Linked DNA regions of Mus musculus: all the other regions are linked to region 1. The links are chromatin contacts, called in public HiChIP or PLAC-seq and promoter capture Hi-C maps. All regions are on one chromosome and are shown on one strand. Each heading gives the region's core, a stretch centred on a gene start, on an enhancer-like site or on the middle of the called end of the contact. The rest is flanking DNA. Distances are from core to core; before and after follow the strand shown. Region 1 holds the start of Gzmm (granzyme M (lymphocyte met-ase 1)). Region 2 holds the start of Lsm7 (LSM7 homolog, U6 small nuclear RNA and mRNA degradation associated). Region 3 holds the start of Oaz1 (ornithine decarboxylase antizyme 1).

Region 1 (4,598 bases), core at 593-3,092:
GTTTCTATCTCCCCTGATAGGTATGTGCTGCTATGCCTGGTGGAAGCCAGGACCTCTTGAATGTTAGACAAGAGCTTGCTCTGTCCTCTGAGGTGCAGGCCCAGCCTCTCTTCATATTTTAAAGTCCCATTGTAAAGGCAGGCCTTGGGAGGCTGAGACAGATTGCTAGGAGTTTGAGATCAGTTTTGGCTACACTGTGCTAGGGTCTCTACGGACTCTCAAGACAAAAAGCTACTGTGTGGTCTGAGAGACCAGTGGATAGCCCATAAGTTGTTATACTTGCAAAAGCCAACCTCCTCTCTCCCTCCTTATTTTTTGGAGAGGTTCTAAAAGTTTCCAAACTAATATAAGCATCAAAACTTGGGAGGTGGCACATAACTCCAATCCCAGTGCTTACGAGGTAGAGGGCTGCAGATTCCGTGAGTTCCAGTCAGCCAGGACTACAATAGTGAGATCTTGTCTCAAATAGACAAATGCATCTATGCATACAGATAGATGTATATATATGGAGGTCAGAGACCAAGTCTGGTGTTTTCTGCATTGCCCTATACCTTAATTGAGGCTTCACTGATTCAGCACATTCCCAGAGCCTCAGGGACCCTGTGGCTTGGCTCGTCCCCTAGAGCTGGGGTTACAGGCATGAGACACAGCTCTACAGTGAGTTGTAGGCCATCTGTACCTCAGGATGGTAGCACAGCCTCTCATTGACCAAACTCAAGAAGCGGGTATTTACTTATAAATTCCAGGCCAGCCAGGGCTACATGGCAATACCTTTACAAAAAGAAAGTCATGTGTGGTAGCCACACACCTCTAATGTCAGTGCTCAGGAGGCTCTGTAGCACAGATGGCCTCAAACTCACTGGAGAGCAAGGGTTTGAGCAAGGGTTTGAATTCCTGGTCTTCCACCTCCAGTGCTAGGATGACAGGTGTGCTCTACCATGCCTGGTGGAATGGAGTATGGAGCCCAGGTTTTCTGTACACCAGGCATATGCCCCAACTTAAGCTATATCCTTAACCCCATTTTGTTTCCTCTGATAGGTCTCACTCTAACTGAACTCATGGCAATCCTCCTGCCTCAGACCCCTCAAATACTGAGCTCAGAGGCCTGTCACCAGGCTACGTGGTTTTCTTTCTTTTTTTTTTTGAGACAGGGTTTCTCTGTATAGCTCTGGGGGTCCTGGAACTCACTTTGTAGACCAGGCTGGCCTCGAACTCAGAAATCCGCCTGCCTCTGCCTCCCAAGTGCTGGGATTAAAGACGCGCGCCACCGCGCCCGGCTCTACGCTGTTTTTACTCAGGGTTCTGAATCATCTGCTAGTTTCCCTGTACGTAATGCCTCCCATCCACAGCCCTCTGGATACCCGGCTCTGGGCCTCAGTTTCCCCCGAATGCTCACCTGCCCACAGTGTTTTCAGGGCCAGCAGTAGCAGCAGGGACCAGCAGACCTCCATCCTGGCACAGGATCAGTGGTCCCTGGGGGAAAGGGTTCCCCACTCTCTCTTCCTGTGGGGACAGGTGGCCTTCCCAGTACCACCCACCTTGCACAAGTGTCAACTCCTCCTACTTCACACCCTGCTGTGTGGTTTTAGAAAGCAATTCTGCTGTCAAAGCTGCCCCCTGCCTGGGGGGCAGCAACTATAGCCCAGTGATGCTCATTCTGGTGATTAGCACCAGGTAAACACTGGGTCTGTCTCAATGGACCTCAACCCCCACAGAGGATGACTCACAGGGTCAGTTCTCTCCTTGAGCCGTGTAGGTCCTGTGCTAGGCTTGGTGGCAGGCCTCTACCCACTGAGCCTTACTGCTGGCCCTGCAACTTTGTACATAAGGCTGGCTGCAAATTATACGGGTAGAGGAAGGCCTGAACTAACGCCTTTCCAACAACTTGTCCTTCTCTCATCAGTTATAAGCAGCACAGGTTCCATGAAGTGCTATTCAGTAGAGTACAGCTTTGTTCTGGAGACTGGAACTCTGGAGAGTTAACAGGCCCACGCAATGAAAGTGACACTTTCTTTTCCTTTCTTTACATGGCACCCAATGCTATTTCAGCACTGGGTCACTGTAGCCACCCTGCACAGCATGATGTGGTCAGAGCATCACTCAGCCTGTCCTTCCTGTGGGGAGTCACCAGGCTGCCTGCCACAGGGACTCCTCAGGCAGGCACTGGAGTTCCCAGGGCTGAAGAAGTGCCCAGGACACAAGGACTGCTGGGATACTAGTCCTCTGCACGCCTCAGGACCCAGGCCTTCTGACTGCAGGATGGAGGCGGACACAGACAGCCACAGTGCCAGATGCAGGAAGGTGGGATCTGCAGGCAGCAAGTTGCTTCTGGGCCTGGGGCCCCTGTACAATCCTGAGCCTTAACAGTCACTATCTCTTCCTGCCCATCCCACGGCCTTGGCCGGGCTACCCAGGTGGCCCTCAGTACCGAGTGCCACCGGCGTCCTAGGTGATTCTCTCAGCTTCTCAGAAAGCTATTTTATTTTATTTCACACACACCAAAAGCAGAGAGGAGACTGTGGTGCTGGCCTTCCTTGGGCTGGGCTGGAGTCTCTGGCTCCCCACCAGGCAGTCGGTCCCCAGCCTCCCAGGCTTGTCATCATCTGAAAGCTGAGTGGGGTGTTTGCCCTGCACCACAGCTCTTCTCCAAAGCCGAGGAAAACCCATGGGGAATACGGGGTAAGAGGACCTAAGGATCATGGGATGGGAGCCCACATGGAACCTCGGTGAGGTAGTCTGTCGCCTGAGGCCCACACGGGTCCTGCTGAGGTAAAATTTGTAAGTTTATTTCAGGGACGTGGGTCAGGACTCTTCGGTGCCAGAGTCATCCTCTTCATCCCCAAAGCAGCTGTCGGCCTCCTCCACTTCGCCGTCCTCATAGTAGTCGTCGTAGAAGAGGTCCGAGCCCTCGTCGGGCGCCGGCGCCTTGGTCTTCACGCAGTACTCGGCCAGCGTAGTGGGCACCTTCACACCATCGCGCTCCGCGTCCACCTTGGTCCCCAGGACCTGCTTCCTGGGGAGACAGGGCAGGTGAGGCCAAGGCCCAGGACAATGGGATTCCAAGAATAGACACTGAATGGAGGGCAGGGAGCAGGTGGGAGGGAATAAAGGGCGTGGGGACAAGGAGTGGCCAGTTCCCAGCAGGAAGGTAACCACAGCTGGCTGTGGGAAACAGGTTTGTCACTTAGTACTTGGAGGCTGAGGCAGGAGGCCTGCTGAGTCTCAGGGTGGCTTCAGCTGTAATAGGATCTGTCTTATGACAACAGTCATTAAAAAAAAAAAAAAAAGTGGAGGTGATGCAGTCAGAGTGTTTGTTGTGTAAGCACAAGGACCCAAGGCCAGCTCCCAGCACCACAGAAACAGCTGGGCACACCAGGATCCATGCTGTAATCCCAGTACTGTGGGGGCCACGACACTAGTTCCAGGTTAAAGAGCACACACCTACCCACATTCCACACCAACATCAAACTCCCCCAAACTGCAGCCTGACCTGAGGGGCACTCTGATGAAGGGCAGTCCCAGAAGAACCTTATGAGGTTCCAGGCCCCACAGGCCATGGATGAAGTGACAAAGATACGGGTGAAGCAACACATAAGAGCTTCCTTGCACAGGGGGCAGCAATTAAGTAAAGAAATCAGGGCCTGGGACAGAGCTTCAAGTGCCTGAGAGGTCAGGCCATCCTCAGGACAGTCGCAGTGCACAGGTCCTAATGCAAAAGGCAAGTAGAGCTGACACGGGTCTTAGCTTCCCAGAGGGAATGGGGTACAAAACAATGTTAGAGGGAAGCCTGTGACAGCAGCTCATTCTAACAGCCCAACCTGCCCTCAAGGCCCTTCTCACAGGCTCCCAGCTCTCCTGTCCTTGACTAGACACTGGCTCTCAGGTTGAATCTCAGGAGTAGTACAGGCCTCATGGTCACATTGAGTGTCTCCTGGTGTCAGAATGGTAAAAATAGCCTGGGGCTCCTGCTCTGGGACAGGGATACAGTGAGGAAGCAGCCAGGAGAGCTGGGCTAAGGGCTGCCAGGAAGCTGGAGAGCTGCTATAGCACAACACAGGGTAATCAGCCTTCTTCCCTGCCGGTGAAGAGCAGGAGGCAGAAAATTACAGGCCAGTCTCAACAGAGAACAAAGCCTTCAAGGGATCCTTGCTCACCTGCCCATTGTGAAGGTGACACCTCCATAGTACAGAGCTCAGACCTTCCTGAATAACTAATACCTCCATGCAGGACGATGGCGGCTACATGCATCTTGTTCTAAGGCCAGAGACTAACCCCAGTATCTTGCACATGTTGGACTAGCACTGACTACCAAGTTGCAGCCTATACCAATTCTGAGAAGGCAGGTTTGCCTTCTGCAGGACAAGGCCACAGGGCTCCTGCTGAGCAAGTGCTTGCCCTGTCTGTGGCTCCAGGCAACTGGCCGACAAGCATGACAACACTATAGGCCCCATGTGTTTGGGTCACTGTGTAGTCAAGCACTTGGTCACTTAAGAGGTAGCATGTGCTGTCATCCTGACATCATGAACATGAGGAGATAAGGAGTTATATGGAGGCCTGTCTCAGAAAACACAGAAGCTAGCTGGGCAGTGGTGGCGCAT
Region 2 (4,598 bases), core at 1,540-4,039, 1.2 Mb before region 1:
GGCAGAGGACAACTGAGACCACAGGGCTCAGATCAGTTGGTCTCAGAGCTACACGCCCACTCCAGCCTCTTCCCGAACCTCCTTCCACCCTGGGAAAAATCAGAACCCACCCCCAAGCACTTCAGGACACCCCCAAGCACCTCCATGTGGCCCTAGACACCCACCAGCCATGTGCCCCTCCCACAAAGTTCCTTCCATGAGGGATTTGGGGGCCACAGGGGGGCCAGAGTTCACATCTCAAACTCGCCTGCCTTTTGTGTTTATGAAGTTTTAGCAGCACACAAATAAGTTCAGTCCTGTGACCATGGTTCCTCTCCCCCCTCCCCCAGCAGTGGAGCAATGGTGACAGGGGCCTGCAGAGCAGAGAGCTCCCCTTGTCAGAGCACAGCAGCGCTGTGTGGACCCAGGATGGGCTCTCTGTGAAAAGTGGCTTTTGTGTAAAACGGAAACGGGTAGAACTGCCTCTCTTCACAGTGATCATTGACCACACAAAGGCGCATTCACGGTCACCCACCCCACCCCACCACACACACTCACACGGCAGCCTTTCTACTCCGTCACCAAGGGGACAGCACAATGACACTCTTAACAGGTCAGGCTCTTCCAAGAACCAGTTCTAAGGCACTGTGTCCTGATCACACCTGGAAGACCTGGAGACCAGAAGCCCCGACAGCATCCTCACGTAGACACAGCCCCCAGTACCACCTCAAAGGGGTAGGAAACCAGGCCAGCAGGAACAACTTGGGATCAAGTCTCTAAGTCAGGATCACAAAAAGCCCCGGGGTCCAGGACTGCCACCATGCCAGTTCTCACTCAGTTAGCTTTACTCTTGGGCACCAGGACCAGGCTGCAACCCAGCCAAGAATGGCACCCTGTCTGCTCCCCACCAGATATGAGAAGTAGGTGCATCTAAACCATGCAGGATAAAGTCCAGGCGACACCCATCACCCGCCCAGCAATTCCCCAGCACACAGACTCACTGTCCAGCCAGGCCCACCCTTTCCTCCCAAAGCCTCTAGCCCTGAGTAAGAACTGAAGTCTCGTCGTTCTGTGGAAACAGTTTCCCCAAGAGCAAGCACTCCCTTCTGCAGGAACACGACCCACATGCACACTGAAATCAGCTCATCCCAGGAAAACACCATCTCTTACACCTTGGGTCAGCACCTGATGCCCACGGCCCCTTTCCTTTCCCGTCCTCAGCAAACTCCTATTCATCCTTCAGAACCTGTCACTGTCACTGTCCCTGAAAGCCCTCCATCAGACTAGCAAAAAAAGAGACCCACAAAAAAAGACATGGACTGGCCCCAGGGCAGGTCCAGCCAGGAGAGATGGCATAGCCAGGGGAGTTCCTCCATCAAAAGAGAAAAGAAAAAAAAAAAGACAAGGAGAAACCAGAATAGCCTTGGTGGACGGCACCTGCACAAAGAGGGCAGTTTCCAGAGGACAGTGGCCTGCTAAATATGATGTAGAGCCCTGGCCCACTGGCCAGATGCAGCAAGCCCTGACACACTTTCAAAAGCTCATGCTCAGCCAAGAACAGGATGTGGGGATAAAAGCAGCCAAAGAGAGATGTTGGCCACATGGTGGAGAGCCCAGGAACCACATGTGTGAGGAATGCCTTAAAGCTTAGCCAATCAAGGAGGCACATGCCAGCCAGTTGTGGCAGCACCGGGGAGGCTGAGGCAGAGCTGCAAGCCCACCGCCAGCCTGGGCCATACAGGGAGACCCTGTCACAAAAGTCTGTAATCTCAAAAAGGAAAAGAAAAAGTATTTTTAAAAATGACCTGGGCTCTTGTTTCACAAGACAAGAGCGTACACAGTAGCAGGACGCACTGGCCACCCTTCAAACCGGCCCAAGACCCAAGGATGCAACACTCCAGGATCTGGGACTGAAGGCTGGAGCCACAAAGACAAAACAAGAAAGGACTCTACTAAGCCAGGAGTTGCGATGCGGCGCGTGAGATAACTAGGCCGGTGTTTTGCTTTGAGTTCCAGGTTAGCCAAGCCTCACCGGGTGCACAGGGACAGCCAGGGCAACATGGGAAGTCAGAGCCCAGCCTGGACTGCAGAGCGAGCTGGAGGCCAGCCTGAGCTGCGGAGCAAGTTGGAGGGCAGCCTGGACTGCAGAGTGAGTGTGAAGCCAACATGGGTTACATAGTGAGTTCAAGGCTAGCCTGGACTACGCCGAGTTCGAGACCAGCATGCCACCTCTCTCAGAAAGCAAAGCACACCAGAAGCCAGCCTCCTGCCAGGGCGCACCCCGCGCACACCTGAGGCGTCCCAGCAGAAGCTCGTCCCCAGCGTTCTGCACCGACCCTGAGGTGGGGACCCCCTTCCGCCCAAGGTCACAGAACAGAAGCCGGGGTGCCGGGCTGCATGCACCTCGGGGGCCGCGCTGGACGCCCCGGGGATGGAGCGCGGGAACTCGCCCCATTCTGCAAAAGGGGAAACTGAGGCTGGCAGGAACAGCGGCGGCGGCGGTTGGGGCCCCGGGGCGCAGGGCGGGCTAAGCCCCGCCAGAAGTCTGCGGTGGCAATGAGCGAGTGGACCGCAAGGTCAAGGGCACGGTCAGGAGTTGGGGGGCCGGGCCGATCGGCCGTGGCGCTCACCTGGGCCGCGAGTAGCAGCAAAGCTGCGGCCAGCCGCGCCGCGGCCATGTCCGCCGGTCCCCCCGCAGCTCTAGGCGGAAGGTTTCCTGGCAACGCCTTCGGGACGCCGCAACGTGCTTGCGCCGAGGCTGCGCGTGCGCAAAGGCCTCCGCGTTAGAAAAGGGCGGGGCGGCGCCTGCGCAGAGCGACGTGAGGCGACAAGATGGCGGTGAGCATGTCTAGATCGTGGAAAGCAGGGCCGCGGGATCGAGGGTCTGTGGAAGCGAGAGCAGAAAGACTGAAAGGAGAGTGACGGACGCCCTAGAGTAGGGAGACAGGGTGCTGAAGGATGGGAGCCACGTGGGACTGCAGACGGAAGCCATGGGTACAGACCAGGTGACATGAAAAACAGACGACCGACATGAGGATGCAGACGCGGAACGTGGGGGTTGCAGACCAGGCAGACAGGGGTGCGTACAGGAAACAGTGCAGATGGGGTATCCAGGGATGCAGATGAGGACGTGGGCATGCAGACAGAAATGCAGACTCGGGCATAGCATTCAATTAGGCAGACACTGGAGGTGAGGATGCACCCAGGGTTCTGGGAGCCTGAGTTGGAAAGGAGTCCCTGGGTGCCATGCCCAGGCTACAGGGATATGGGGAGGCTGGACCTCTCTCCTCAGCGCCCCACCTCCCAGCAGGACAAAGAGAAAAAGAAGAAAGAAAGCATCTTGGACCTCTCCAAGTACATCGATAAGACCATTCGGGTGAAGTTCCAGGGTGGCCGGGAAGGTGAGTGCCTACCGCAGGGCTCCCTGACACAGAGCTTGGCTGAGGTCACAGCAAGCAAGGGAAGCCACCTAGTACAGGCGTTCCAATAATGGCTTGGGCTATTGTGTACCATTGAAAGGTATGCCCCTATTGTGGGTGGGGAAACAGAGCCCCAGGAAAGGAGTCAAGTGAGATTAGCACCCAGACCAGTATGGATGGATCCTGAAGGAAGGGGCCAGGACCCACGAGGAGGTGGAAGGAGGTGATAGGAAGCCCTGTTCTTAAGCACCTGGACACAGCAGGAACCTGGAAGGTTTCCCAATGAAAGGATTGAAAGTTCCAGGCCAGTTTAAGTTATGTAGCAAGATCTGTCTCCAAGAATCAACCATGGGTGGGGCTGTATGTCTGTGGGTAGATTGCTGGTTTAGCATGCATAAAGCCCTGAGTTCTATTCCCAACCCCGTGTAAACCTGGCGTGGTTGTATAAGCCTGGCATTCCAACACTAGGGGTAAGACAGGAGGATCAGGCTGCCTAGTGAGTCTGAGACCAGCTTGGGCACATGAGACCCTGGGGGGGGGGGGGGAGACTGTTTCAGATTGCATGGATGGGTGACAATAAAGTTTTATGGACACTATATAGCACCTTCCATACTGGAAAGAAGAGGGTTGGAGTCACAGTGACTAGGCCACCACACTTACTTACTCATGAGTTCTGTGGTGGCAACTGTTCCTGAGCTGCCATACCAGGTTCTATATGTGTTACGGGGTGGACTGACATTCTTCTCCATGTCTCGCCCGTGTTCCTCAAGCCAGCGGTATCCTGAAGGGCTTTGACCCACTGCTCAACCTGGTGCTGGATGGGACCATGGAGTACATGAGAGGTGAGCCGGCCGAGGTTGTTGTAGGACGGTGCTGGGGACCTGTGGGGTCAGATTACAGCAGGTGGTGACTTAGGGTGCAGTGTTGGAACACCAGAGGACTGGTGTGCTTGCCGGGAGGGCCTCAGGCTTGAGACTTCCAGCTCACTCTCCTCAGGTAGCTGGCTTTATCCTCAGCCCTCAGGACAGCAGGAATGGTGGCCGCTGTCCTCGGCCAGGAATGTCTACCTGCATCAGAGACTCCAAGGCTCACTGGATCTCAGCTCTGTATAAGCAGGTCCACCCTGTAGTGCCCTGAGCAGACCCCTGCCCCCCACACCAGGTTTCCTGTCTCCAGCCCTCGTGACAGTTATGTCTGACT
Region 3 (4,598 bases), core at 658-3,157, 1.1 Mb before region 1:
CCTCCAGGTGACCTGCTTGGCCTCCGTGAGCGTGGACTGGATGCTCAGGACCCTGGTCTTGTCGTTAGACGTCGGCTCCTCTGTCACATTCAGCCGCTCGTCCTAGGGGAGCAGGGTTGTCAGGTTGGCCAGCTTACTTTGCCAGTGCCAGGCACCCCCGGGCTCTCCACAGGTACTCACGGAGTACAGGATGCTAGCTGAAAGACTGTGATCCCGCTGACTGTTCCCTCGCCCACCTGGGATCTTCAGGGGTGGGTGAGGGACATCAGGAGCACCACCGAGGCCCCGGACCCAGGTTACTACAGCAATTAAGGGCAACCCTAGAACTGCAGGAAACAATGCTCAGGTGGCAGCAGCGGCAATAATTAAGTGCCCGGGCTTCCCACTCAAGAGCCATTGACAACAGTCAACCCGAGTCACTGCCCCTCACCTGTGTGACTCTGCCCCTTTTGTAGCAAGACAGGCCTCACAGGCAGTGTCATCTCAGCACTGTGGCCCATCCCACTCCATGCTGCCAATCCTCCCTTCACACCAGGTCACTCGCTCCTTCCTACCCTCTGGTCAGCAGCTACCAGTGACCCCAAAGTTCTACCTCACTAACTACTCATGCTCTAGAGTCAGACAACCCCAAGTCTCCTCTCTTCCCTACTGCCACTCTATAGGTGTCTGCACAGCCTATATCCAAAGTTCCTACCACCTATATCGACGCCCTTCCCAAACCAGTCCCCATTCTGAACCCTTCAAGTGATACCCTCCATCCCACCCACTGCAGACTTTTAACTGCCAAGTGGACCAGGGATTAAGGTCACCTCACATCATACTCACCACACCACACCACCTCCATGTCCTCCAACATAGCTCTGTGAGCCCCCAAGCCTGACCACTTCCAAGGTCCTAATTCTGACCCAAATCCCTCCAAAGTATTAGAGCCCTCAACACGCAATCACTAAATCCAACCTAAACCTCATCCCAGCTTCCCCACCTGTGACTTCCTAAACCGACACAAGCTTCTTTCTCAACACCCCAAATCTGATCCCATACTCTCCCACCAAGAAATGAGTCCTCAACATGTACCCAAGAATATAATAGGATTCCTCCCCAACAGCACCCAAAATCCCAGTATTCTGCAAAGAACTCCAAACACCGGGACGAGCCCCACCTCTACATAGCATACGATTTATTACCCAAACGCCCTACAGGTAACCACAAACACTTCGCCACCTGACATTAGAACTAGCTCACATATCCGAGAGGCAGACCCCAAATTCGAGTCTCCAATCTCTTCTCAGATCCCTCCCCAAATCTTAGGCTCAACTCACAACCCCCGAATCCGATTCGAACCCAAAATCGAATCCTACATTTTCGCGAAATGTTCCCGGTCCTCCAATCAAACCAAACCCTATTCCTCAACCTGAGACTCCCTAATTCCACTCGAATCCCAAATCCGAGTCCGCGACCCGCTCCACAGGCCCCGCCCCGCCCCGCCCCGCCCCCTGCGCGATTGTGGCCGCCACAAAGGGGCGGATCTCGCGCTGCCGAGACTTATCTGGCGCCGGAGGCCGACCCCGCTCCGGGCCTGCGCGTCCTGCGCTGCCCTCTGGGGCCTACGCGGACGCTGTTTCTGGAAGGTTCGCGGCGGCGGGGGCAGGGCTCTCACCTCTCGCTGCTGCAGCCGCCGCGGCTGTGCTGACTAAGAAGCGGCATGGTGCGGCTGGCGTGAAGCGTGGCGCTGCGTTTGTCCCCTTCCTTCTCTCTGGCGAAGCAGTGGCTGTTGAGGATCCGCTGCAGGGAGGATTTCACCATCCGGCCGCTGGGGTCCGAAACCAGCAAAAACCTCCGCTGCACTTCCCGCGCCGCCGCCGCTGCTCGCCGTTCGCAAAATGGCGCCGGCGCCGACGCCCACTTTTATATGCGTCGTCACGGCAGGCCACGCCCCCACACGCAGGCGTAAACGCAGCAGTGTGAGGCGACGGAGGAACGGGGTGGGGCCACAGTGGCAGCCCAAGGAAAAACCAAATGCGTCCCACCTACTCCGGCTTCTGATTGGCGAGAGTAAAAAGACAGACAGAAGGTTTCCGTTGATGATTAGTTGGCGATAGGAGAATCCCGGCCCCGCGTGTTTGCGTCACTCTGTGGGAGGGAAGACAGAAAAGCCAGACGCGTCCCGCCCCTACAAGGCTCTGATCGGTCAATGTAGAAAAACGGACGTATTGGCCCCTTTGAGGATTGGTTGGAGTTCTGACAAGCCCGCCCTCGAGGCTTTATGACGTGAGGCGGAGGCGGGGCTTCTGTAGTCGCCTCCAGGACGTAAACCCCCATCTAGCCCAGGCCTCAAGGCTAGGACTCTGCGCCTCCTCTAGTACCTGTGGCCCTTCAGTTTTGTCATCTGTCATCCTTTCCATCTTAACCATTATGGTCCCACTCATGGGACGCCCCGCTCCGGGAAGACTGTCAGGACATAACTGTCAAGGGTACCTGAGGCTGACCTAGGCGGTTTGCTTGGTGCCCATCCCCCACGCGGCAAAATTATTCTAATGACCTTGTAATAATGGGTAATAGATTGGGACTCTTTGTTTTAAAAGCAACTTGCTATTTAAAAGAAAATCTGTCAAAAGTTAAGTATCCCAATCTAGAGAAGTATTTTATGTCAAATTGGAATTTAAACAACTTTTCTCATAGACTCAGCTTGAAGGTTTCCTTCATCCCAACCCCCCCTCCCCCGCCGCCGCCGCTTTTTTGTTGTTGTATTTTGATTTTTGTTTTTTGAGACAGGGTTTCTCTGTTTGCCTGCCTCTGCCTCCCAAGTGCTGGGATCAAAGGCGTGCGCCATCACTGCCCTGCTTACAATTTATTCTTAAAGAATTTCGTATTCTTTTTCTCTTTATGGGTTTTTTGTTGTTGTTGTTTTGTTTTGTTTTGTATGTTTTGTTTTTGAGACAGGGCTTTTCTGTGTAGCCCTGGATGTCCTGGAACTTACTCTATAAACTAAGCTACCCTCAAACTCAGAGATCTGCCTGACTCTGCCAGCTGAGTGTTGGGATTAAAGGCCTGTGGCACCACACCCTGCTCTTTCTCTCTCTCTCTCTCTCTCTCTCTCTCTCTCTCTCTCTCTCTCTCTCTCTCTCTCTCTCTCTCTCTCTCTCTCTCTCAAGATTTACTTATTTTATTTATATGAGTACACTGTTGTTGTTTCTGGTCTTCAGACACAGACCAGAAGAGGGTGTGAGATCCCATTATAGATGGTTGTGAGCCACCACGTGGTTGCTGGAAATTGAACTCAGGACCTTTGGAAGAGCAGTCAGTACTCTTAATCTCTGAGCCATCTCTCCAGCCCCCTCTAATTCTCTTTTTTTGTGAGCAAACTACAGTGTGATACAAAGATCAGAATTCAGTAAAAATCTATCTATGGTTGTGATAAAAGCCACTCAACCTAGCTGAGGCAGGAGGATTGCTGGAAGTTCCAAGTAATCATGGACTGCCAAAAAATCCCTTGTCTTGATAAACAGATGTCCCTGTGGTGGTGGCACAAGTCTTTAATCTCAGCACTCTGGAGACAGGGCACGTGGATCTCTTCTGAGTTCCAGGCCAGTATGGTCTTAGAGGGTAAGTTCTAAGACAGTCAGGGCTTAACAGAGAAACCCTGTCTCAAAAAACAAACACACAAAACAAAACTGGCTGTTTTTCCAAACGATCTAGATTCTATTCCCATCCACATGATGATTCATTACCACCAGGAACTCCAAATCTGAGGGTCAGGAGCCCCTTCAGACATCTGTGGGACCTGTGTTGTTCTGTGCTGTTTTGTTTCTGAGACAAGGTTTCTCTGGCGGTTAATCCTGTGTCTTTTGAGACTAAAATTGATCAAACACTGCCTATTCCAACGTCAGTTTGACTTAAGCACCATCTTTCACTTCCAGGTTAAAATCAGAAATAGTTTCATTTTTGGAATACAATTTCAGTGTGAGAAGCAAACGGAGAATTCTTGCTGTTGAGTGGGCACAGATCCTGAGTGGAGACTACACCTCTGCCCTTGCCAGCTCACAGCCTCCTGTAACTCTAGCTCCAAGGAACCAACGCCCTTTTCTAGCCTCTGCAGGCACCAGGCAGGCTCCGATTGGCTCGAGTAGGCTACATTGGTCAGAGTAGACCCTGTCTTTGGACAATGGGAAACAATGTTAGATCTTTCCACGTGAGGGCTGGTGAGACGGCTGAGTGGGTAAAGGTGCTTTCAAACAAGGGTGGAAAGCAGACCTTGATTGCAGGAACCCAGAGAGTGGGAGGAGAGAACTGAGCCCTGACTGTTGCCCTCTGACCGCCACACTTGTGCACACAAACAACAAAAACATAAAATGTAACAAAATAAGAAACTCAACCAGAATCCCATCAGTTAGTTTAAGGTTTCTGTGTTGGTGTTGGGGGCAGGAACCTCTGCTGAAATTGGCAACAGAAAGTTGAGAAAAGAGGAAACATTTACCGGAAATAGGGCTGCTCTCCCTCTCCTCAGAATTTGTTTTCATAAGCACAGTGCCCCAGTTTGCAGGCACTCTCTCCTGCAGCAGGGAGTTTGGGTCCAAGCTCTCAAGATCCCCCAGCTTATG

What was found. Promoter capture Hi-C pulls out the DNA fragments that hold promoters and counts their contacts. HiChIP or PLAC-seq counts read pairs in DNA pulled down with a chosen protein or histone mark.
Region 2: a contact with region 1 is called in a promoter capture Hi-C map of pre-B cells, with 6 times the contacts expected there. The contact joins the promoter of Lsm7 here to the promoter of Gzmm in region 1. A contact is called at or near these places in 2 of 39 promoter capture datasets (cranial neural crest and pre-B cells) and 1 of 9 other capture datasets (liver).
Region 3: an HNF4G HiChIP or PLAC-seq map of pancreatic cancer cells shows a contact between it and region 1. The contact joins the promoter of Oaz1 here to the promoter of Gzmm in region 1. A contact is called at or near these places in 3 of 39 promoter capture datasets (liver, neutrophils and pre-B cells) and 1 of 115 datasets of contacts at active chromatin or transcription factors (pancreatic cancer cells).

The regions. Positions count from the first base shown.
Region 1 is chr10:79,686,264-79,690,861 of GRCm38.p6, reverse strand. It overlaps Gzmm (granzyme M (lymphocyte met-ase 1)), which reads right to left and starts at 1,842. Exons shown (of 5, transcript NM_008504.3): 1 at 1,397-1,842. The coding sequence starts at 1,451. It overlaps Cdc34 (cell division cycle 34), which reads right to left. Exons shown (of 5, transcript NM_177613.2): 5 at 2,464-3,013. The coding sequence ends at 2,803.
Region 2 is chr10:80,853,400-80,857,997 of GRCm38.p6, reverse strand. Lsm7 (LSM7 homolog, U6 small nuclear RNA and mRNA degradation associated) reads left to right here and starts at 2,789. Exons shown (of 4, transcript NM_025349.2): 1 at 2,789-2,817; 2 at 3,290-3,380; 3 at 4,169-4,240. The coding sequence starts at 2,812. It overlaps Sppl2b (signal peptide peptidase like 2B), which reads right to left and starts at 2,723. Exons shown (of 15, transcript NM_175195.3): 1 at 2,610-2,723. The coding sequence starts at 2,657.
Region 3 is chr10:80,823,965-80,828,562 of GRCm38.p6, reverse strand. Oaz1 (ornithine decarboxylase antizyme 1) reads right to left here and starts at 1,907. Exons shown (of 5, transcript NM_008753.4): 1 at 1,658-1,907; 2 at 181-326; 3 at 1-102. The coding sequence starts at 1,803.